Regions from separate parts of the Mus musculus genome. Here all the other regions are linked to region 4. The links are chromatin contacts, called in public HiCAR-type, HiChIP or PLAC-seq and promoter capture Hi-C maps. All regions are on one chromosome and are shown on one strand. Each heading gives the region's core, a stretch centred on a gene start, on an enhancer-like site or on the middle of the called end of the contact. The rest is flanking DNA. Distances are from core to core; before and after follow the strand shown. Region 1 overlaps Gli3 (GLI-Kruppel family member GLI3). Region 2 overlaps Gli3 (GLI-Kruppel family member GLI3). Region 3 overlaps Gli3 (GLI-Kruppel family member GLI3). Region 4 holds the start of AW209491 (expressed sequence AW209491). Region 5 has its middle 42 kb from the start of Gli3. Region 6 has its middle 18 kb from the start of Gli3. Region 7 overlaps Gli3 (GLI-Kruppel family member GLI3).

What was found. Promoter capture Hi-C pulls out the DNA fragments that hold promoters and counts their contacts. HiCAR-type assays count read pairs that join an accessible place to other places. HiChIP or PLAC-seq counts read pairs in DNA pulled down with a chosen protein or histone mark.
Region 1: a contact with region 4 is called in an H3K4me3 HiChIP or PLAC-seq map of craniofacial prominence, with 5 times the contacts expected there. The contact joins the enhancer-like site here to the promoter of AW209491 in region 4. A contact is called at or near these places in 8 of 39 promoter capture datasets (the 3T3-L1 cell line, 3T3-L1-derived adipocytes, cranial neural crest and 5 more), 6 of 115 datasets of contacts at active chromatin or transcription factors (the NIH/3T3 cell line, craniofacial prominence, embryonic stem cells and 2 more) and 2 of 9 other capture datasets (embryonic stem cells and embryonic tail).
Region 2: a contact with region 4 is called in a promoter capture Hi-C map of the HPC-7 cell line, with 4 times the contacts expected there. The contact joins the enhancer-like site here to the promoter of AW209491 in region 4. A contact is called at or near these places in 8 of 39 promoter capture datasets (the 3T3-L1 cell line, the HPC-7 cell line, embryonic stem cells and 3 more), 3 of 115 datasets of contacts at active chromatin or transcription factors (acute myeloid leukemia, craniofacial prominence and stem cell-derived neural progenitor cells) and 3 of 9 other capture datasets (adipose tissue, embryonic stem cells and pancreatic islet).
Region 3: a promoter capture Hi-C map of maxillary cranial neural crest shows a contact between it and region 4, with 6 times the contacts expected there. The contact joins the enhancer-like site here to the promoter of AW209491 in region 4. A contact is called at or near these places in 8 of 39 promoter capture datasets (the 3T3-L1 cell line, 3T3-L1-derived adipocytes, the HPC-7 cell line and 5 more), 2 of 484 Hi-C or Micro-C datasets (the HPC-7 cell line and embryonic fibroblasts), 3 of 115 datasets of contacts at active chromatin or transcription factors (embryonic stem cells, forebrain and stem cell-derived neural progenitor cells) and 1 of 9 other capture datasets (embryonic trunk).
Region 5: a contact with region 4 is called in a HiCAR-type map of fibro-adipogenic progenitors, with 5 times the contacts expected there. The contact joins the enhancer-like site here to the promoter of AW209491 in region 4. A contact is called at or near these places in 4 of 39 promoter capture datasets (the 3T3-L1 cell line, maxillary cranial neural crest and trophoblast stem cells), 2 of 115 datasets of contacts at active chromatin or transcription factors (the NIH/3T3 cell line and fibro-adipogenic progenitors) and 1 of 9 other capture datasets (embryonic stem cells).
Region 6: a promoter capture Hi-C map of second pharyngeal arch cranial neural crest shows a contact between it and region 4, with 4 times the contacts expected there. The contact joins the enhancer-like site here to the promoter of AW209491 in region 4. A contact is called at or near these places in 14 of 39 promoter capture datasets (the 3T3-L1 cell line, 3T3-L1-derived adipocytes, cranial neural crest and 9 more), 6 of 115 datasets of contacts at active chromatin or transcription factors (embryonic limb bud, embryonic midbrain, embryonic stem cells and 1 more) and 1 of 9 other capture datasets (adipose tissue).
Region 7: a contact with region 4 is called in a promoter capture Hi-C map of cranial neural crest, with 5 times the contacts expected there. The contact joins the enhancer-like site here to the promoter of AW209491 in region 4. A contact is called at or near these places in 12 of 39 promoter capture datasets (3T3-L1-derived adipocytes, the HPC-7 cell line, HPC-7-derived erythroid cells and 8 more), 1 of 484 Hi-C or Micro-C datasets (reprogramming fibroblasts), 4 of 115 datasets of contacts at active chromatin or transcription factors (astrocytes, embryonic stem cells, fibro-adipogenic progenitors and 1 more) and 3 of 9 other capture datasets (adipose tissue, embryonic stem cells and pancreatic islet).

The regions. Positions count from the first base shown.
Region 1 is chr13:15,486,158-15,488,857 of GRCm38.p6, reverse strand. The region is part of intron 2 of Gli3 (GLI-Kruppel family member GLI3); the gene reads right to left. Among named protein-coding and RNA genes, the nearest start is that of Gm6556, 23 kb to the right of the region's middle. Within about 2 kb of position 1,372, at least 18 of the 459 cell types and tissues checked have an H3K27ac peak or open chromatin away from gene starts, as enhancers often do. A contact at or near this core is called in craniofacial prominence, where this site is marked.
Region 2 is chr13:15,589,284-15,591,983 of GRCm38.p6, reverse strand. The region is part of intron 3 of Gli3 (GLI-Kruppel family member GLI3); the gene reads right to left. Among named protein-coding and RNA genes, the nearest start is that of Gm6556, 130 kb to the right of the region's middle. Within about 2 kb of position 1,258, at least 13 of the 459 cell types and tissues checked have an H3K27ac peak or open chromatin away from gene starts, as enhancers often do. A contact at or near this core is called in the HPC-7 cell line, where this site is marked.
Region 3 is chr13:15,549,649-15,552,348 of GRCm38.p6, reverse strand. All of the region lies in intron 3 of Gli3 (GLI-Kruppel family member GLI3), which reads right to left. Among named protein-coding and RNA genes, the nearest start is that of Gm6556, 86 kb to the right of the region's middle. Within about 2 kb of position 1,433, at least 25 of the 459 cell types and tissues checked have an H3K27ac peak or open chromatin away from gene starts, as enhancers often do.
Region 4 is chr13:14,628,936-14,631,635 of GRCm38.p6, reverse strand. AW209491 (expressed sequence AW209491) reads right to left here and starts at 1,378. Exons shown (of 2, transcript NM_134067.4): 1 at 1,272-1,378.
Region 5 is chr13:15,420,519-15,423,218 of GRCm38.p6, reverse strand. No RefSeq gene overlaps it. Among named protein-coding and RNA genes, the nearest start is that of Gli3, 42 kb to the left of the region's middle. Within about 2 kb of position 1,263, at least 44 of the 459 cell types and tissues checked have an H3K27ac peak or open chromatin away from gene starts, as enhancers often do. A contact at or near this core is called in fibro-adipogenic progenitors, where this site is marked.
Region 6 is chr13:15,444,809-15,447,508 of GRCm38.p6, reverse strand. No RefSeq gene overlaps it. Among named protein-coding and RNA genes, the nearest start is that of Gli3, 18 kb to the left of the region's middle. Within about 2 kb of position 1,273, at least 4 of the 459 cell types and tissues checked have an H3K27ac peak or open chromatin away from gene starts, as enhancers often do. A contact at or near this core is called in embryonic limb bud and second pharyngeal arch cranial neural crest, where this site is marked.
Region 7 is chr13:15,614,528-15,617,227 of GRCm38.p6, reverse strand. All of the region lies in intron 4 of Gli3 (GLI-Kruppel family member GLI3), which reads right to left. Among named protein-coding and RNA genes, the nearest start is that of Gm6556, 150 kb to the right of the region's middle. Within about 2 kb of position 1,372, at least 8 of the 459 cell types and tissues checked have an H3K27ac peak or open chromatin away from gene starts, as enhancers often do.

The sequences.
Region 1 (2,700 bases), core at 123-2,622, 860 kb before region 4:
TCCTGGATGCTTGGAAGACATCTTTAACTGAAGAGTACAGACCTATTTTACCAGGAAGTATTTTACATTGTTGAAAGTCCCACTACTTTATGCCACTGTTCTATTCCTAAAATGTTCTTTTGATGTATAGGCAAAGATCTAAACCCAGGATTTTATCACCGCTGGTTGAGTAAAAGCTATGCCACCAAAAGGAGGCTCACGGAAGCATAGCAGGTTCAGATCTAAGGGGCACATCATTTTCTCTCCCATGCTCATTTTCACTCTCTGTTCTCCTCACACACAAAACACACTTTTCAACCCGGTTCAGAACTAAAAGTTTTCTGATTTAAAACAAAACAAAACAAAACAAAACAAAAAAACCAAACAAACAAAAAAAAAAACTTTGTTATAAGCAAGCATGTACCAAAAATCCTTGACAACCTACAACCAACCATGGAAGGCAGCAGAAATAATAGTGAACATTCTCCATTCTCATTTCCCTCTTCTTTCTTAGGGCTCAGTGCTTTCCAAAATAGCCCCTTCCCCTACCCTTTCAGTCTCTGCTGTAGGTAGAGCTAAGCCAGTGACTACAGTGCAGTTGTGAGCAGTTCCACTGAGACCTCTCTCTCACCCCATGCTCCCTCCCACACTGTACAGGGCTCCTCTCAGCATCAAATGCGTCTAGTTTTACTTGTAAAGATATAGTCACACAAAGAAAGAAGCTAACCTCTCAAAAGGCAAAGGGGAAATGTTAGGCAGTTCCCACAAAAATAACTCAGAGGACTTTAAATTCTGCATATGAAATACTTAAATTTCAAAATCAATAAAACATTTAAATCTTAACGTGCACCTATCTATATACAACTAAACTGGTTTAGAGACAAGGTCTTCATTCCCAAATGGCTTCCAATTGCACACAGAATTCCAAGTTCCTTGCACCAATTCACAGACATACTATTTATTAACGGTATAATTTAAAAAATGATGCTTATAAAATGTGGTCATCGTTTCCATAGGCTTAAGCACACTGGCAGGGCCACAGGTGTAGCAGCGTGGTCCACTTTAACAATTTTGCTGGTTAAATGCTAATAATCCCAAGTAAGCCTAGTTGTAGACACAAGTGAATTTGAAATTCTCAGAAAATGCCGAAGTCTCTGGAACTTCTGGTCCTAATCAATCACTGGAGATCAGTGACATCATTGATGCCTTTGATCACAGATCCTCTTTCAAGCTGGGATGGGCTGCATTGATCCTTGCTGGCACAGAGAAAGGAGAAACACCTAGGAGTGAAACCCACTGTGAAACCTAAGAAATCACCAGCATCCCCTCCCCTCCTTCGGGACAGGGGGAGAGGACATTCCAGGGCTGCCCAACCCCAAACAATAGAGCGCGCTCATTAAAGCCAAGCCTAATTCCCTCTGACTAGGACTCTCAGAACGTTTTCAGAGAGGAAGAGGTGATAAGCCACTTTTCTTTCAAAGAGCCTAGGTTATGAACCCTTGAGCTTCATCGTCTTAACCTACGGAGGACCATCCCTCAAGCTCTTCTGTGGAGGAGGTGTCCTGGGGAAACGTGTTTTGCCATTTTTCCCATCTCAAAGCACTCGTTATATAATAAGAACTTCCATGTCTACTTAAATATTTTATTTCAGGAAAACAGTACTATTTTTTCAAATCAATTTTGTTCTATCTCAATTTTTTTACTTAATGAATTGTTTAATAATTCTCTATGAGTCAAAAAGAAAAGTCTTAGATACAGTGTTGGTTTATACAACGCTCTCTACTTGAGCTGCTATCTGAATGCCCTCATCCAAAATGCTTACTGAGGAGATGAAAACTAACTGCTCCTTCGTCCGTGGAGCCCACTGATGTTTGTTCCTCTCCCACCCTTGTTTGTAATGCAGTCTAATTGAGCTTCAGAGATGCTAGTGGGATGTAGTTTATTAACTCCCTCATCAGTGATCAATGATTTCATTAATAAGACCGATAACAAAACTGTCATATCATCACCACTGTTATGAAAGATGAGCCTAGCTTCCTGCTCCATTTTCCAAGGTCTAGGGTTCTCTGTGGCAGCTCTGAGTCCATTCAATATTTTCCAACGACAGAGAAAAGTGAAAATCCATTTTGAAACCAATTTCAATTAGGATCCAGAAGCTGTTATCACAGATGTCGCAGAATGGGCCCGTAAGTGGAAATGTCGCCTATCCATTCTGAAATGAAACCTTATCAGGAGCTACAAAGATGGCTGGGGACAGCCTATCTGTAAATTACTTTTCGTCCTGTGTTAACTCAGCCTTAGCTCTGTCACATGGAATTCTTTCTATCCACTAGTAATAATCTAGTGACTAAGTAGACACAGCACCCCGACAAAGTCGGGCAGGGCTGCCCTCTTAAACATGGGTACAAATGCACACACACTTAGGCCCGCAGGCCTGCGAAACAATAGGCATGCTTTCATTGGTAGAATTCAAAGTTTATTATGGGAAATAAAAGAGGCCCATCTCCACCCATTGCATTCCTAGTGATTTTTCAATTGCAAACTCCAAGGCTCCGTTATTTCATTAATGCAGCACCCAAGTCAGGAGGCTTTTCTCTGGCATCTCACAGTCTCCTTTTAGCAAATTATCCCATGACGGCGGATTTATTCAGTCAAAGACCTCGGACTTTGAGAGGCAACAAAAGAATCAAGAGACTTTCTGGTCCACCTGCCTGGCGGATG
Region 2 (2,700 bases), core at 9-2,508, 960 kb before region 4:
GATTGGAATACTTGGTCCTCAGTTGGTGGAACTATTTGGGAAGAATTAGGAAGTGTGCCTTGTTAAAAAAAGATGGTGTGTCATTAGGGACAGGCTTTGAGGTCTCAAAAGCCCATGCCATGCCTAGTTAACTACACACACATACACACACACACACACACACACACACACACACCTCCGCTTTATGCTATGGATAAGATATAAACTCTCATCTACTATTGAAGGGCTATGGCTGCCTTTCTGCTACTATGTTCCCTACCATAATAGTCATGGATTCACTCTCTGAAACTATAAGCCCCCAAGAAAATCTTTCCACTATAAGTTGCCTTGGCCATTGTGTCTCTCCATAGCAACAGAAATATATCTACAATACCTTATTGTCTAAGTGTGATAGTATTTTGAGTGCACTTCTACAAGTGATTGGGTCACAAATGCTGAATCCCCATAAACAGGACTCCTTATAAAAGCAGGTCTCAGAGAGGTTCTTGGCCCTACTACTACCGGAGAACAAAGAAAGGAGTCAACAACAGCCTCCAAGTTAGTGAACGGACCCCAGCACATCTGTGCTGATCTTGAACTCTGCAGCCTCCGGAATGGAGAAGACTAAATTTCTACTGTTTGTGAGCCAACAAGTCTATGGGACTTTGGACCAAGAATCTAAGTCGACTAAGACAGATATACTGCAAGAAACTAAACAACTCTAATCTGATTTTTTTCCCATAACGTTGTAAAACTCAATCTTTATTTTATAGATTAGAAAACAGAGGTTTCAACAGAATCAGCAGCCTGCCTGGACCAGGCCTGAAGCTCTGTTTTGTAACGTACACTGCAGCAGGAGTCTATCAGATAAGAAAGAGCCAGGAGCAAGGAGGCATAAGGCCAGGACTTAGTCATCTTAGCACAAAATGACAATAGACTCTGTTTACTTGTTTTTTCTGTGTCTCATTAAAAATAAATAAATTAAAGGATCATTTTTTTTTAATCCTCAGAACTATTTTTCCCCAGAAGGAGCCATACTTCCCGGAAGCACATATTTAATTCATTAAAGAGTGTGAAGAAAGTGAAGTGTGCGGAAGTACATAAGAACAATGAGGATGGAGAGAGCCTGTCAGTGAAGCTCTTCTACATTATATGTTCTTGCAACAAAAAGCAAATAATGATGACAAAATAACCTTTTCAGGAAATATATGGCCAGTGAAAGATAAGCACTCCTGTTTCCTCTTCGACAAGCAGCAGCATTAGACAGCCTGAAAGGCCCGAGTCCTTGCAGGCCCCTGAGTGTCTAACAACAGGCCTGCTCAGGAGAACGCAGCTCTCTGCAGGCATCTGTTGAACTGAAATGAGTTTTCCCCAGCACAGAGGCAACTTCACCTCATCATGTCTGGGTATATTCCGTCAGCAGTCACATAGGATAATTTTAATGAGTGAGGTATGAAGTCACGGCCAAGTTGCATGAGCTCATGCAAGTAACCCAGACTCACCACAGGGGAAATCAAATTTTCAGTATATACCTCACTGAAGAGAGTTTTCTAGGTCCTAATGTTAGTTTTCTGCCAAGCAGGCTGAAAGCTTTAGCAGTCAACTGAGCCAGAGATGGGGGCTGCTAGGCAGATGGAGGAAATTGGTGTACTGGTGGTCCTGCCTTACTCAAACAGAGCAGTCTCCAAATTATCAAGTACATAAGTTTGTTCTCTGCACTTCAGGAAGCAATAGCTGGGCGGTGGTGACATACACCTTTCACCCCAGCACTTGGGAGACTTGGTCTACAAAGTGAGTTCCGGGACACTCAAGACTACACGTAGAGACACTGTCTAGAAAAAAGGAGATAATAAAAACAACAAGGAAAGGCAGAGGCTGAACATGCTCGCAGGTGCTTAGCTCTACGAGAGCCAGAGTTCTGCTGTTTCCCACCCTAGTCGCTCCAGCAAAACTCTGCAGTGGCTGGTAACCCCACACTTCTTTATGTCCCTCAGGCTGACGACTCTATGGTCACCACAGCTACAGCAGCACGATCCTCAAGCCACAGCACAGTTTATGTGTGCAGGGAAGGACCCCTGCCATATCTGGTTAGCCTGCTAAGCAGGTAAGTTGGATTTCTCTTGCGGGTTTTCTTTCTACATTGCTGCTGAAAGGAAAGAAAAGTTCAGTCTTTGGGAGTCATGTGCAGTAATAACCTTCAAATACTGGCCAGGAACCTGTAATTACATTGACTGAACAGAGACAACATGAGAAAAATGGGGATAAAAGTGATGAATGTCTCATATAGTCCAAGGTACTCACTTTAACACAATGACCTCAAGCTCAGCTTGAGCCACTCCTATAACCCTGGTTATACTCTACAGGAGGAACTAGAGTTCAAGGCCACAATGCCTGACGCCATAATGAATCTGAGACCAGCCTGTGCTCCATGAGACTCTTATCCCCCACCCCCACCCCCCGTCAAAAAATGCAAAATAAAATATATGGCTGTATTTAAGTCTGTTCTTTCCTACACTTTGAGAAAATAGATGCTTTGGGTCAGGTTTGGTTTGTGTGTGTGTGTGTGTGTGTGTGTGTGTGTTTGTGCGTGTGTGTTTCCCATTGTCCAACCCTACCCCAGCCACCATGTTCTTATATTGATCTCTTCTAAGGCATTCAGTTTTTTAATTTGATTGTCAAAAATCTAGTAATTACTTGGAATTCAATAATTCTGTGATCACG
Region 3 (2,700 bases), core at 184-2,683, 920 kb before region 4:
GGTAGCCCAAACTATAACATGCGAATGATACTGTGGCCAAGAGGCTGTTAGCACCATATCATGTCTGAGCCATGCAACTTGCATGCTTGTTCTCTTGCCCTGATATACAGCCCATCTACAGCTACCCTTCATGAGAGAACACCCCACCCCTCCCCACCGTGTGGATTTTATTCCAAACACATGTTGGGAATGTTTGAAGTGCCCGCTATCCCTAGGCTTTCTTCTTTCTTTTCTTTTCATATTTTTTAAGTCAAACCCACAAACTCTAAAATACTTTGAATTCTGCCTAACTATAGTTTGTTGAGGATGAAGTACTGCATACCCATTATAATAAGATCTTATGCAATAAAAATTTTACATATGTCCTTCAGAAGGGAAAAAGATGTTTTGGGTTTTTCCCCCGTTGCTTGTCTTACAGGAAACCTACCCACACTTTAGAAATACAAAATTAGTATATATAGAAGCACAAATTAGGCATTTTGAGAAGTCTACATTTTCCAACCATGGAGAATCGAAGGAATTACTGACATTGGACTCATGGAGACTTTTCTATCCAACTGTCTCAAAGAGCTGGCAAACACAGGAGAGAGGCCTGAATAGCCTACAGAGAGGCTACTGAGCACCGAGTTCTAAAGGCCTGCCATGCACGTGGGCTTGGACAGCACTGCAGGAGACAGCTTTACCCACAGAAACAGAAGTGGGATAAAAGTTTATGCCTCTTTCAAATACATTTTTTAAATTCTTAGGACATTTATTACCTTTAGCTCACATTAGTCATTAGCTTTGCCTGGATAATTAAGTCCATGTGAGGTATGCAGATTTGATCATAAACACATTAAAAAAAATAAAAACACTTGGTATAACTAGAAGATTAAATAACCAAACAGGGTTCTAGAAAAATAAGGTCATATCCCGTCTGGTATAAGCTTGGCTTAGAATAGTTTAATTATTGTGTATCAACAAATAATACTGTACTTTTTTCTGTACTTTTACTTGCTACATAAATTTAAAATGTTATAATCTCTAGAGAAAACCTTTACTGACAAAGAAGAGAAAAGCAAGCGTAAAGGAGGGTTCAATGGGAAAGACTGCCTTTAGAGAAGTCACAGGCATGGTCCCTGACCCTCCTTGCTCCTACTTAGAGCCCACTCATTTTCTAATCTCTGTCTATAGGCAGAGGTGTCTGGGTCTGTCAGGAAAACAAGACAAAACAAAATGTGCCCTGTCTCAGAAATGGCTTGGCTCGAGGAGCAACATGATGATGGTGGAGGGAGAGGAGAAACAAAAGGAAGCACAGAAAGAAGAGCAGAAGTTTTCATAATCGGAGGCACTGAGCATGCGCTGGGGTTTAGTAAGACATCACGTCATCCACTCAACTGCAGAAGAACCCTAAGGCACAGATAGTCACACCACTGCACATAGTTGAGAGCAAAAAAAAAAAAAAAAAAAGATTCTTGAGAGTCAACACACTGAGTCAAGGTCACGGGGCTAGTCAGTGAAGCACTGTAATCGGAAGCCAGTCTGTTCAGTTTTCTAGGCTTTCTGCACATAGCTATCTACACAATGTCCCCAAGGTAGGGAAAACATTTGGGGGTGGGGGACTCAACACTGACTTGCCGAGGGGCTCCAGCTCAAGACTGGAAGGTTACTTCTACATTCACTTGTATAGTAACGTAGGAAAATCACAAGAATAACCAACTTACAAGTACAATATCTTCAAACTAGAAAGCAATAAATAAGTCTAAACCATAATATTTGATCTCCAGGCAGTGTTCGTTAACATTATTTTGGTGAACCAGCAAATGGGTCACACAGACCACTGGGTGAGAACAGGGGTTCCAGTGACGGGAAAGCCAGTCCCTCAAAGGATGGAGAGACGCCTGGGTGGGAAACCGTTAAAACAAAGGACGCAAGAACAAGCTGCAAACTGGATAGAAAGTTAACGGTTCCACTACCATCAGCCAATAGAAAGAAGTGCTCATCAGCTGTCTGGACTAATTAAACACCTCACTAATTAGTGGGCATTGGAAAAAACAAAACAAAACATCGCTGTGATGGGAAAAGCTTGTGTTCACACAGAAATACAAAACACTGGGAGGAGCTTGTGGGCAGCTTAAACAGCACAGTGAGTGTACTTAACATGCGGATATATAAACCCAGGTGGGGACTCTATAGGAATCCCTACTGTTTCTGCATGAATGATACTCAAAAGAGACCACAAATAAAAACACAACTAAAGACTTCAAAATGTGACCAGAGTAAAACATCCTACCAACACTATTTTAAATCTTCCTTCCTAAAAGTCAAGAAAAAACAAAATGAAGTAAGCCTGAAAGGAGGAAGGAAGAATAGTTGTCCAAACCCCTCTGTCTTTGTTTCTGCTTCAACAGACACCTTTTCAATAATGGGACCAATGGGAATTTTTTTTTCAAGAAAAGCAATTAACTTTTTAAAAGCCAACCACTGCCCCTCCCCAAAATCCAAACAATCGTATTTTCATGCTTCTGACAAAAACTGTCCTTTCTACTTAGAAACTATTGCATAGCCATATTTTCCACCAACATATTCTGGTGGGAGAAGCAGTTGCTGGAACTTAAGGTTGCTTCGAGGCGCTTTGATCTGAGGAGTGAGTGAGCCTTCCCCTTGCTTGCAGCCAACTAATGAAGGGATGAAATTAGCTTTTATCCTGGGCACTTTCTT
Region 4 (2,700 bases), core at 129-2,628:
ATTATTATACCCATAAATGAATGTATTTTCAACCCTCATCTAAGAGGCTTCTATTGCAGTAGATAGTTATTAACACAGTTGTTAATACTCACAACTGGCCAAGGTGCAGAGACTAAAAGACTACATATAACTCTTATTCCTAAAAGGGACATATGTAACACTCATATGTTACTCTCACAAGGCTCAGGGATCATTGTGAAAGGAAAAAAGGTAAGACCTGCAATGAAACCTCCTCTGGACACAGCATGCACCAACCCTGCGCAAGCCTAAGCCAGCATGGCAACTGCTGGCAATTCTGAGCGGCTGGGAGAGGGAGAGACAGTTTTCTCTAGGAGTGTAGCCTCCCTCCCACCCTTCAGTGGAAGACCACACATCCTAGACTATTTGGGTAGTACAAAGCAGTCTTGAAGGAGGGGTGGAGTATGGGATTGGTTGAGTCATCCATGGTGGATATGAACCAAACACATGATATGAAATTCTCAAAGAACTGATTTTTTTAATGTAAAAACAACTGCTTAATATTAAAAATCCACAAACTGTCCAAACAAGAGGCTCTCCTAAACTAGTCATCCTAGGATCTCTCACCTCTTACTCCTTCAATAGATGATTTTTGTTTTCTTGGGGCTTGTTGGATTTTTTTGGGGGGGTGGTGGTGGAGGGGGGATTGTTGTTTGTGTTTTGAGACAGTGTTTCTCCACATAACCCTGCTTGTTCTGGAACTTAATATGTAGACCAGGCTGGCCTTGAGCTCACAGAAATCCACCTTTCTCTGCCTCCCAAATACTGGGATTAAAGGTGTGCGCTGCCACTCCCGGATACAGTCTTTTAAGGAGTTGCCTCTTGATTTCCACAGGGTTTAGAATATCAAGCAATCAAGACTGTCTGATTTCTGCATGTGATGTCAACTTAGCAATGTTTCAATAGAACAAAGGGGATAACCAACTGGCCTCCTGTTCCCATTCTGAAGGAAAAGATGGAAGGACCCAGAACACCACACCAGGTGGCCAGCCTGGCTGTTGGACTATGACAAGGTGCGAGAGCCTGGGGTGAAGTGTTTCTGCGTGAGTGTGGTTCCCATTCTGGTATGTCCACCTGCACCGCTGGGCCTGATCCAACAAGTCCGGATCAAACAGGCTCCAGCTGGCCTAGTGCTTAGAGGCCAGAGTAGGGAAGACGCAGTACTGACCCTTCCTGCCCCGAGACCCGGCCCATGCCCTCCCTCTCCACCTCCCTCTATTCCCCACTCACTCCCTTGGTCCCCGGATCCTCACCAGCAGCGCCAGACACCATGCGCACATGGCGAGGGAACACAGAGGCAGTCTGCAGAGACAGCTCACCAGTCAGTCCTCACCTTGTTCTGCTGAGAGGCACTCCGCCTGCCGAGTCCCGCCTCTGGCATTACGTGGTTCCGGCCCGGTGAGCTTGAGCTTGAGTCCCAGGCGGCACCGCAGCGACCATATTTGTTGAGGGCAACCGGCTTCTGCTACCAAAGCGACGGAAACCTGAGCTCCCAGCCAGCAGGGGCGGGTCAAGGGTTGGGTCTCAATCTCACTGAGTCCTGAATGCTAAAACTTATTTGGGTCTCAGATTTGGATATTTTTAGCAAAATAAAAATCGAGAACCATGAGGTTCCAAACGCCACTCGGAAGCATTTTTAGTTGCATCATCCTGGCCTTTACATAGAAGGAACCTTTAAATGTGCTGTCCTTCCGAACAGGGCAGAGAACTGCATAGCTTCAGGGGCTGTGGATATTTAGTTCAAAGTTATCCGAGGTGAGGGGGAGTTTGAGAAAGCAAAACTAATTTTAAGTATTTTTTTAAGTATTATTTTAAGTATTAGATTTCAATTGTGTTTTCCTTGTCCCAAGTACTACTTTAAGGATAGAAGTAACTCAGATCAGACACACTACCAAAATCTTAAGACAGGAGCAATATCTCATTCGGTGCTTTAAATATACTAAAAAAAAAAAAAAAAAAAAAAAAAAAAAGCTCTGTAGCCAGCGCTATTCCAAATACATTACACACGAATTTATTTAGTTCTAAACTAAAGGGTAAATAGATGTATTTTGCCCCTGAGGCACAAACAACGCTGTAAATGCCTTCAGCAAAGCCTGCCAGGGTTTATCAAGCACAAATTCCAGAGGGCTTTGGAACTTCAGGTGTGTCTAAATGGGGGGGGGGGGGGGGGGCAAGAATTAAAACCATTCTTTAAAAAGACTCCATTAATAACATACCAGAGTTCTTTCTCCCATCCAGGGCAGCCAGCCCATTCCTCCCTCAGAAATAAGTTTATTGTGATGTAAGTAAACAGGTGTCAAGATAGAAAGAAGCCCAACAAAAAATAGGCACCATTAGAAAATGGGAAATTTTCCTGATTAAATGTTGCCCCTAGCCTCCTTGCTCCTCCAATGCTCCCACCCCCTACACCTTTTCCCTTCAAACAGTAAATACGTAAAAACTTCCAAAGAAATCTGACAATCACAATCTACAAGAAGACTCATTCACAAACTCAACACTCCCCAACCTTCTCCGGCTTGGATTTGGAGGACAGAGAAGGCACATACAACAGCACGTTTCCTTAAGAAGTACCTTGTAACTGGAACCTTCAGCTACCTGATTACTTTGGCCCTCAAATAAGCTTCTCTTCATTTAAGGGCTGAAGGCACAGATAGGAAACAGCTCTTCGAAGTAAAGGCATAT
Region 5 (2,700 bases), core at 14-2,513, 790 kb before region 4:
TTTTGCTTCTCAACCCACTTCCCAGTACATATGTTTGTTGAAGAGTTTTAGGAATGTCTCTAATTTTTAGAAAATTAAAAATTTTTCTGAACATTTATTTATGAGCCATTTTTGTGTGCTGTTTTAACTCTTCTTTATTGTTTACTATAAAAGAATGGTGGGATGAACAATAAAACCTGAAAGTCTCTAATATCTTATTAAAGGTTAAAAATGACTGCTTTCTGAACTTTCTGACTTCTTAAACTTTCTTAAATTATATAAACACTCACAGATATACCTAAAAATTATCTCCCGTCAGGAATTTTTATGAAATTCAAGATTAATGAGAAGGGACTTGAGAACAAGGATTGGTGATTTCTCCACCTACCCCTTCATCCATTTGTCAAGACACAATATTTCTGTTCAAAAAAAAAACAGTTGACAGAAATAAGGATGTAAATTTTTTGTCTCTTCCTGACTTAGGGCCAATATTTCACTTAAGCACACCACTGCTTAAAGCCATCTCTATACTATGAGTGTCTTTATCTGATAGACATTTTTCTATTCAAAATTTCCTAAAGTTCCACAGGAGTAGCAAGCATAATAGGGGCAAAATCAATTCCAGGGAGATACTTAAAAGATAGCACATGGTTACTTTAAGAAGAAAAGAGATTACCATTGTTGTTGTTGTTATTATTATTATTACTGCTACTACTATTAGTGTGCATACTCATGAAACGGGGTGGGGGCTCGCATGCCATGGTATGCCTGTCGGGGTCAGAGGACAGCCGCGTGGCGTTGGTTCCCTCTGTCTGCATTTACACAGCTTCTGGGATTTGAACCTGGGTTGTCAGAGTTGAGCAACAATTGTTTCTACCTGGTAAATCATCTTGCTAGGCTCCAAAGGCTGTTTATTTAATTCATAGTTTGGAGCCCTCTAGTGAGGGCCTCATTCCTCCAGTGAGGGCCTCACGACAGCCAGTCTTACAATGGCTGGAACAGAACGTGTATAGAAAAGATCATATGGTAACACAGGTAATTCAGGAGCCATCTTGCTTGGTTTTTATATAACAATCTATTCTTATAAAAAGTATCCTGCTTCTGTGAGAACTACATTACTCCCTTCCCAGAGATGTGCCTGCATGACCTAATCACCTTTGACTAGACTTTACTCCTTAAAGACTCCGCTGCTTCCCAAAACTGCCACAGCAGGGACTAATGCATCTAGCCATGAACCTTCAGAGATGTCCTCAAGCCACATTCTCAGCAGATGGATTTTTTTTTTATATGCCCGTGATTCATAATATCAGAGAAGCAGCTGTAGGGCTGAGTGATTCTTGAGTTTGGTGTCAGAGCTGAACTGAAAACAAATGCCTCTTACAAATGGACAGGAAGCTCTGCCGGGGAAACAGATCTTTCACTGAAAGCATAAAAATTGATTAAACCATTACCTGGACTATTTATGGAAAAATCTTCAAGGTAGCATAATGCTGTATTGAGGCTTTAAAATAAAAAAGAGCATGTTTCATTTCATTTAAAATATCAAAAAAGAAGAGGGAATACCAAAGCCGAGGCAGAACGCAGCATGCTGCGACAGAAAAGAGCAGGCAAGAACAAGAATGCCAGAGCTATGCCTGTGACTCAGCCTGGAACAGAGGCAAAGCATTAAAACTGGACCTCTGAGGTGGGACGCTCGCTGCTGCTCGGAGCATCCTGTGCCGAGGGCAGAACAACTTCTTCCGAGGAATGAAAATTCCTACGCTCCTTCAGCCAACAGGGAAGCTTGCTCTGATTAAAGTTATTCAGAAGTAAATTCTCTGTGGAGTCAGATGACCAGCCTGAGGAGTTAGGAGATTTCCTTTGCAGGGAAGACAGAGCTATGCATGCATGTTTGTTGACAACTTGTTTATGAAGTTTATGGGCAGAAATAGTTTGGACGGGTCTCCATGTACACACAGCTTTAGTTATCTGGCATCTGCATGGACTGATTTACTCTAGAGAACAATGTGATTTTGGTAATCTAGAGCACTACCCATTTATTATTCTCTCTCCAACTCTGTCTTTTTAAAGACGTTTGTTAAAAAAAAAAAAAAAAAAAAACTAGACATTCTACCACTGCTAGCTTTAAAATAAAATATAATTTTGGGATAGCAAAAAAATTAAAGAATGATAAACTACAGAATTAAACTTGGGAGAAACATGTAAGAACTGTTTATTATTAACTAAAGAGATGGCTTAGCAGTTAAGAGCCAATACTGCTCTTGTCCAGGACCTGGGATCCATTCCCAGCATCTACATTAGGTGTCTCACAATTACCTATAACTCCATTCCTAGGAGATCCTATGCCTTCTAGCATCCAGGGGTACCTTCATGCATGTGGGACACAGAGATTTATACACACACACACATATATATACACACAGGAAAATAAATACATCCATCTTTTCAAATGTTACATTTTATCAAAATAATTTATTTACTGGATGGATTAAAGCAAACACTTTCTGTGCAAGGTTTTATGTTATAAATTAATGCTCCATGAACTTTAAAAAGCCTAACAACTAATTCATAATTATCTTGAGAGTACAAACAATGAGACATGCAGGGCTGTACTGTGAGGTGCTGGCTGGTTTCTGCACGTGCCTCAGTGATAAAGAACAAGGCATGGGGACAAGAGTCATGGCTCGGCAGTTAGGGGAAGGTGCTTTCCTTCAAAGGACT
Region 6 (2,700 bases), core at 24-2,523, 820 kb before region 4:
ATGCCAGCTCTCTGAATGTTTTGGATATAGGAGCATTCTGGTCCATATCTGTTTGGGTGAGGAATGCTCAGTGTTTTAGAAACTCTGTGGACTTGTCGAGTGATCATTTCTCTCCAGCCAGTCAAGCCTGCCATTGTAACGTCAGAACCTCTAGACAGTGTATAAAGAACAGCAGCTGCATTCTACTGTAACTCTAGCTATGGAGACTGCAATTCAAATTTCATATCACTATCATAATTTTCATGTCACAGCACGTTATTTATCTTCTGGTCCTCTCCCAACTGTTTAAAATATAAAATCATTCACAACTTATAACTCCAAGAAAGTCAATAGAAGTTCAAGTTTGGCCAGTGGCTTTGTTACCCATTCTTGGTTGGAAGGATAGGAGAGGTTCAGATTAGAACTATTTAGTTTCAAAATTTATTTATGCTTGAAGTTTTGAATTAACTGTTACTTACAATTGTCCATCCATATGTGTTCTGACATAATTTCAACTAATGGTGTGGATGCGAGGTGAGTCTACATTCACCCAGGGCCCAGAGTAGACCCTGAGGACAGCAGATACGTTGCATATGCTGGCTTCCCTCTCTGCATGTTCTTCTTAACCCCTGCACTACGACATCTACACAACCACATGAAACACGAAAATGTTTTTCTCCCTTCTTCTTTTTTTATTTTTTCTTTTTCCAAGACCCTGGCTGGGCATTGACTTTTGTGAGACTTACCCAGAATGTGGGCGTGGTGATACGAAAAATTGATTAGTTAACTTAAGCACAAGGCCTCATGTGGGAGCTGGAATTCATGGACCAATAGAATGTTATCTGTTCTTAAGGAGCTTGCTCCAAGAAGATAAGGAAGAACACAGACCAGAAAATGAAAATGACCATGTTCTGTAGTAAGTGCTAAGATGCAGTTAGTACTGAGCTCTCTGTGATCTTAAAGGGTTTCTGGTCTAGGTGTGGTGGACAGGAAAGAAAAGAATGATGGAACAGTCACTGGGAGTGGTACTAAATTAGGCAAAAGCAAAGAATGGGTGGAACATCGAGAAGGAAAAGGGGAATGAGAAGCCACACAAACTGACATTTCAGATCACCTACTGTACGCCAAGCATCGCTTGCAGGTGTTTCCACACCTTGTTTCAATTATGGGCTGGTTCCTGTCACAATCCCCTTTTATATGAGAAAAGGAGAGCCTGGGGGCCTGTTTAGTGTCACACGTTTAAGTGGTAAACTGGAGTTAATAGCAAGCATTCCATGTCAGAGCGTCCACTCTTAGCTGTCACACAGAGGAAGCAGGAAGAGAGAAGACAGTGTGTTCCAAAGTGACTGCAAGTTGTCCGGTGCACTGCATGGAGCCGTGGCTCACATGCGCATACTTGCTTACTTCTTCAAATAAAGTGTGAGACAAAGGAGATTCCCAGCCCTGTTCTCATTGGAACCCAGACCGAAAATGATCCCTGGAATATGGAGGTGTCCTGGTTAGTATTCAGTCAACGTGACCCAAGATAGAGTTATATGGGAAGAGAAAACTCAGTAAATAAACAGCCTTCATCAGAGTGCCTGTAGGCAACTCTGTGGGGTATTTTCTAGATTGCTAATTGTTAGAGGAGAGTCTGGCTCTCTGGATAGTGCCGCACCGGGCAAGACATCCTGGCTTATGTAAAACAGCAGGCTGGGCAAATCATAGGGGAGTCAGTCTCTCTGTGGCCATTGTTCCTGCCTCCTTGTTACTGTCCTGCTTGAGTTCCTGCCTTGGCTTCCTTCAGTGATGGATTAAACCCTTTCCTCCCCAACTTGCTTGGATCATTAACTTTATTAACAGCAAAAGAAAGCAAACTAGGGAAGTTGGGTCAGGTTTACTGTATCTGAATAGGCTCAATGAAAAAAAAAATGGTATATTTTCTTTATGTACAACTATAGCTGAAAAAAAAAGTAAAATGTATTAAGATAGCAATATAAAACTGATATAAAAGCTCAATTCTTTTTGAAACATTTTGCCAAAAAAAAAAAAAAAAAGAAAGAAAAAGAAAAAGAAAAAGAAAGAAAAGAAAACCCAATACCAAAACTTTAGCCTTATTTTGGGATCATAATATTATGTAGGATTTAATATGTCAATGATTACAAAAATACTTCCAATTAAGAGATTTTATTTTATTGATTTGTAAACTGTATGTTTATGTACGTGTGTGTACCTCAGTGTATGTATATGTATCACATGGATATAATAGCCCGAAAGGGTCAGATGAGATGTTGCATCACCTGGAACTGGAACTACAAATAATTGTGAGCCCCTGTGGTGCTCACAGTCAAACTCAGATCCTTTGCAACCGCTGTAAGTGCTCTTAAGCACTGAGCAATTTCTCCAGCCCCTTAAAAGACTTTAATACTCATTTCTTGCAAATCTTCTTAGAAATTATTTATTTATTTTTATTTTGTGTGGATTGGCACTTTGTCTGCATGTATGTCTATGTGAGGGTGTTGGGTCCCCTGAGACTGGAATTACAGACTGTTATAAGCCACCATATTGATGCTAGAAATGGAACCTGGTCTTCTGGAAGAACCTGTGCTCCTAACCACTGAGCCATCTTTAAAATTCCCCAACTCAAAAATGTTTAAGGGAATCATTTCAAGATGAAGATGTGTCTCATGTTAGCTGAATCCATGAACAGTATGCAGGCAGTCACCTTGCATCTAGCTGACC
Region 7 (2,700 bases), core at 123-2,622, 990 kb before region 4:
AAATTTCAATAAATCCTAGGATTATTTCTAGTACTGTATTTTAGTTCATTTAAATGTCTATCCTCGAGCTGCTTTGCTCAACCATAAACTGTGGACAACAGTGTGCAAGCAAGGAGTGTAACTAAAGGCATTTCATGTAACAAACCTAGTTTTTAAACACAGGCTTACATATTTCCGTACATATTTATAAGGCTCCTGGGTTATTATTGGGCTATAATTGCAGTTGTTCTAACACCTAATAAGCCACGGTTGGAAAAACAAAAGCAGGTTAATTTGTGATTTCCTCTACTCATTCAGAGGCAAATTAAGTGTCAAACAGCTAATACAGAACATATTTCATTTTATGAGATTTTAATTTAATTCTGCACCGTATCATTGATGCCTTAATATAGGGTGGTTTATCTAAAAAGAGGAGCAATTTATAAACCTTTTCAATAGAATCTCTAATGATGGAATATGATAGCATAATTACCGCAGTGCCTGCTATCCTTCTGAACACTGGTCTGTCAGCATTTCCATCAACACAGGCCCTTGTTTTTCAGAGACTTATAATTTAGTTTCTAAAGTTGGCACCAGAAGAACAATTGTGTTTACAAAATAATGAGAATATCGCCAAGTTTTATCTTCCTGTAATTAAAATATTCACTCTAAAAGCTTAGTAAGCTCACTTGATTTCATTTTCTAGGAGGCAATTATACAGCAAACATCTTGGAATTCAAAGTCTGGATAGGATACTTTTATATTTTACAGTTAATACTGGGGAGGTTTGGGTAAAGGGGCCACATTTACTATCAATACTCTCAGCTTTAACAATCACAGGTGTGTCCACGCCTGACAGAAGGGGTACAGACAGCTGCGTCATCATGGAGCAAGACTAGAAGAAATTTGGTGCCATTATACACTAACTGTAAGCATTTATTTAGAGACCCAAATAAATACAGTATAGTAAATACATGAGGTTATTTTATTGAGCTCTTCCTAAAGCAAATAGCTTCATTTTAGTGAAGTGCAGGGCCCACATCAGGGGGCATTTGCCAGGGCCTACAGTACAAGTGTGTGGCAAGCCTAAGGCATCCTGATAACTCAGGCAATACTTCAAAGGCTGGACCAGCCTAGCTATCCACTGAGCAGCATCTACATGTCTATCTGCTCATATGCTGAGCACTTTCCCCAAATAAAGCTCCTAAGAAATTACCAAGCGAGAAGAAAACAATGCGAAGAAAGCACAATGCTACAAAGGCATGGAGATGTGACTGCTCTAACTTCCTAGAGCCAATGTCATAATCTCAGTCAGAGCCACCCAGGAATCTACTCGGTTATGATGTGAACAGTCCCAGGAAACTGCAGACATTCGGTGCCGTGTTTCACACCCACAGACACAACATTCTCTCAGAGCCTTCAAGGACTTATTCTCTTGAAACTTGAATTGTCAACCTGCCTTACATCATAACTCTTTGATAATTACACATGTAGGCTGCACAAGAACAATTTAGTCAATCACTGCTTAAATATCTTAAAACTTGACTGAAAAGGCAGGAAGTGCTGTGAAGCTTAGAACCCCAGCTCAATGTCACAGCTGAAGCCAAAACCCACGGCCGACTCTGCTGCTCCACACGTGGCTTAGCTCATCTGTGACACTGCTTTTGCTATGAACCTAACAGCCTAGGACACAAAACAGGATTGCGGGAGACTTTGACGGTCCTATAACTCTGCCAGAGGACCAAGAGGTGCAGTTTTTCATTGGTAACTTCCTATTTGAATTTACTTAAAAGATGAACTATAAGAAGCCCAGAGGAAAGAGTTCAGCATATTATTTGAGCTCAGTTTAAGAAAATTCTCTAGAACATGCTTTTTGAAAAAGTGAAAAACTTTCCGATTCCATAGAACATCTGGTTAAAATTACTTTCTCAGAAAGACTGGGAGGAATTAGCTATCTTTGTCTCTGAGGTCTTGTGTGATCTAGATACAGGACAGAACACCAAGATCTCTGTGGTCCTATCCAGGCCATAAAGGCTCTATAAGACCAGGTGAGTCACAGGTCATCTTGCAAACTCACTTAGGAACGCACTTCCCTCTGTGTAGTAGAACTTCCTTTGGTCTTTGGTGTTAGGTGAGTGCAGTTTTATCAGGCTTCAGAATCCTGTAAATACTTGCTTGTGCTCTAGTAGAAGTCACAGGAGGAATAAGTCACAACACTCTGACTTCTCCCTCTGTAAATACCCACTTCTCCTCCAATGCCTACAGAAGTTCTCAATGCAGATTCATTACTCACCTCCAGGCAAATCTGAACTGAAATTACAATTCAGTAATGGGAGATGGATCTAAAGACCGGTTGGTAAAATATTATATGTGTACTTGGGCATACAGTTAGGCCTGTTAATATCAATTAATTCTGTTCACAGAGGAGGACTTGTTTTAAAACAACTTCATTTTTCTTCGGCATACCATGTAATTACACATCTGTAACTAATAGTCAGAGAGATGCAATCTAGCATCTATATAACCAGCATTATTCTTCAAAGTATTATTCGCGTTTTTCTAACTTCCCCTTCTCAAAAGGAAGGTGATTATTACATATGACTACATGTGTACCGAGGCCATTAGCAGGGAACAGTCCCTTCCAGGGAGTGCATCCAATTCTTACATGACAGTTTTCTCAAGTTTACAGCAGAAGAATATTCTGTTAGTGTATAAATCAAT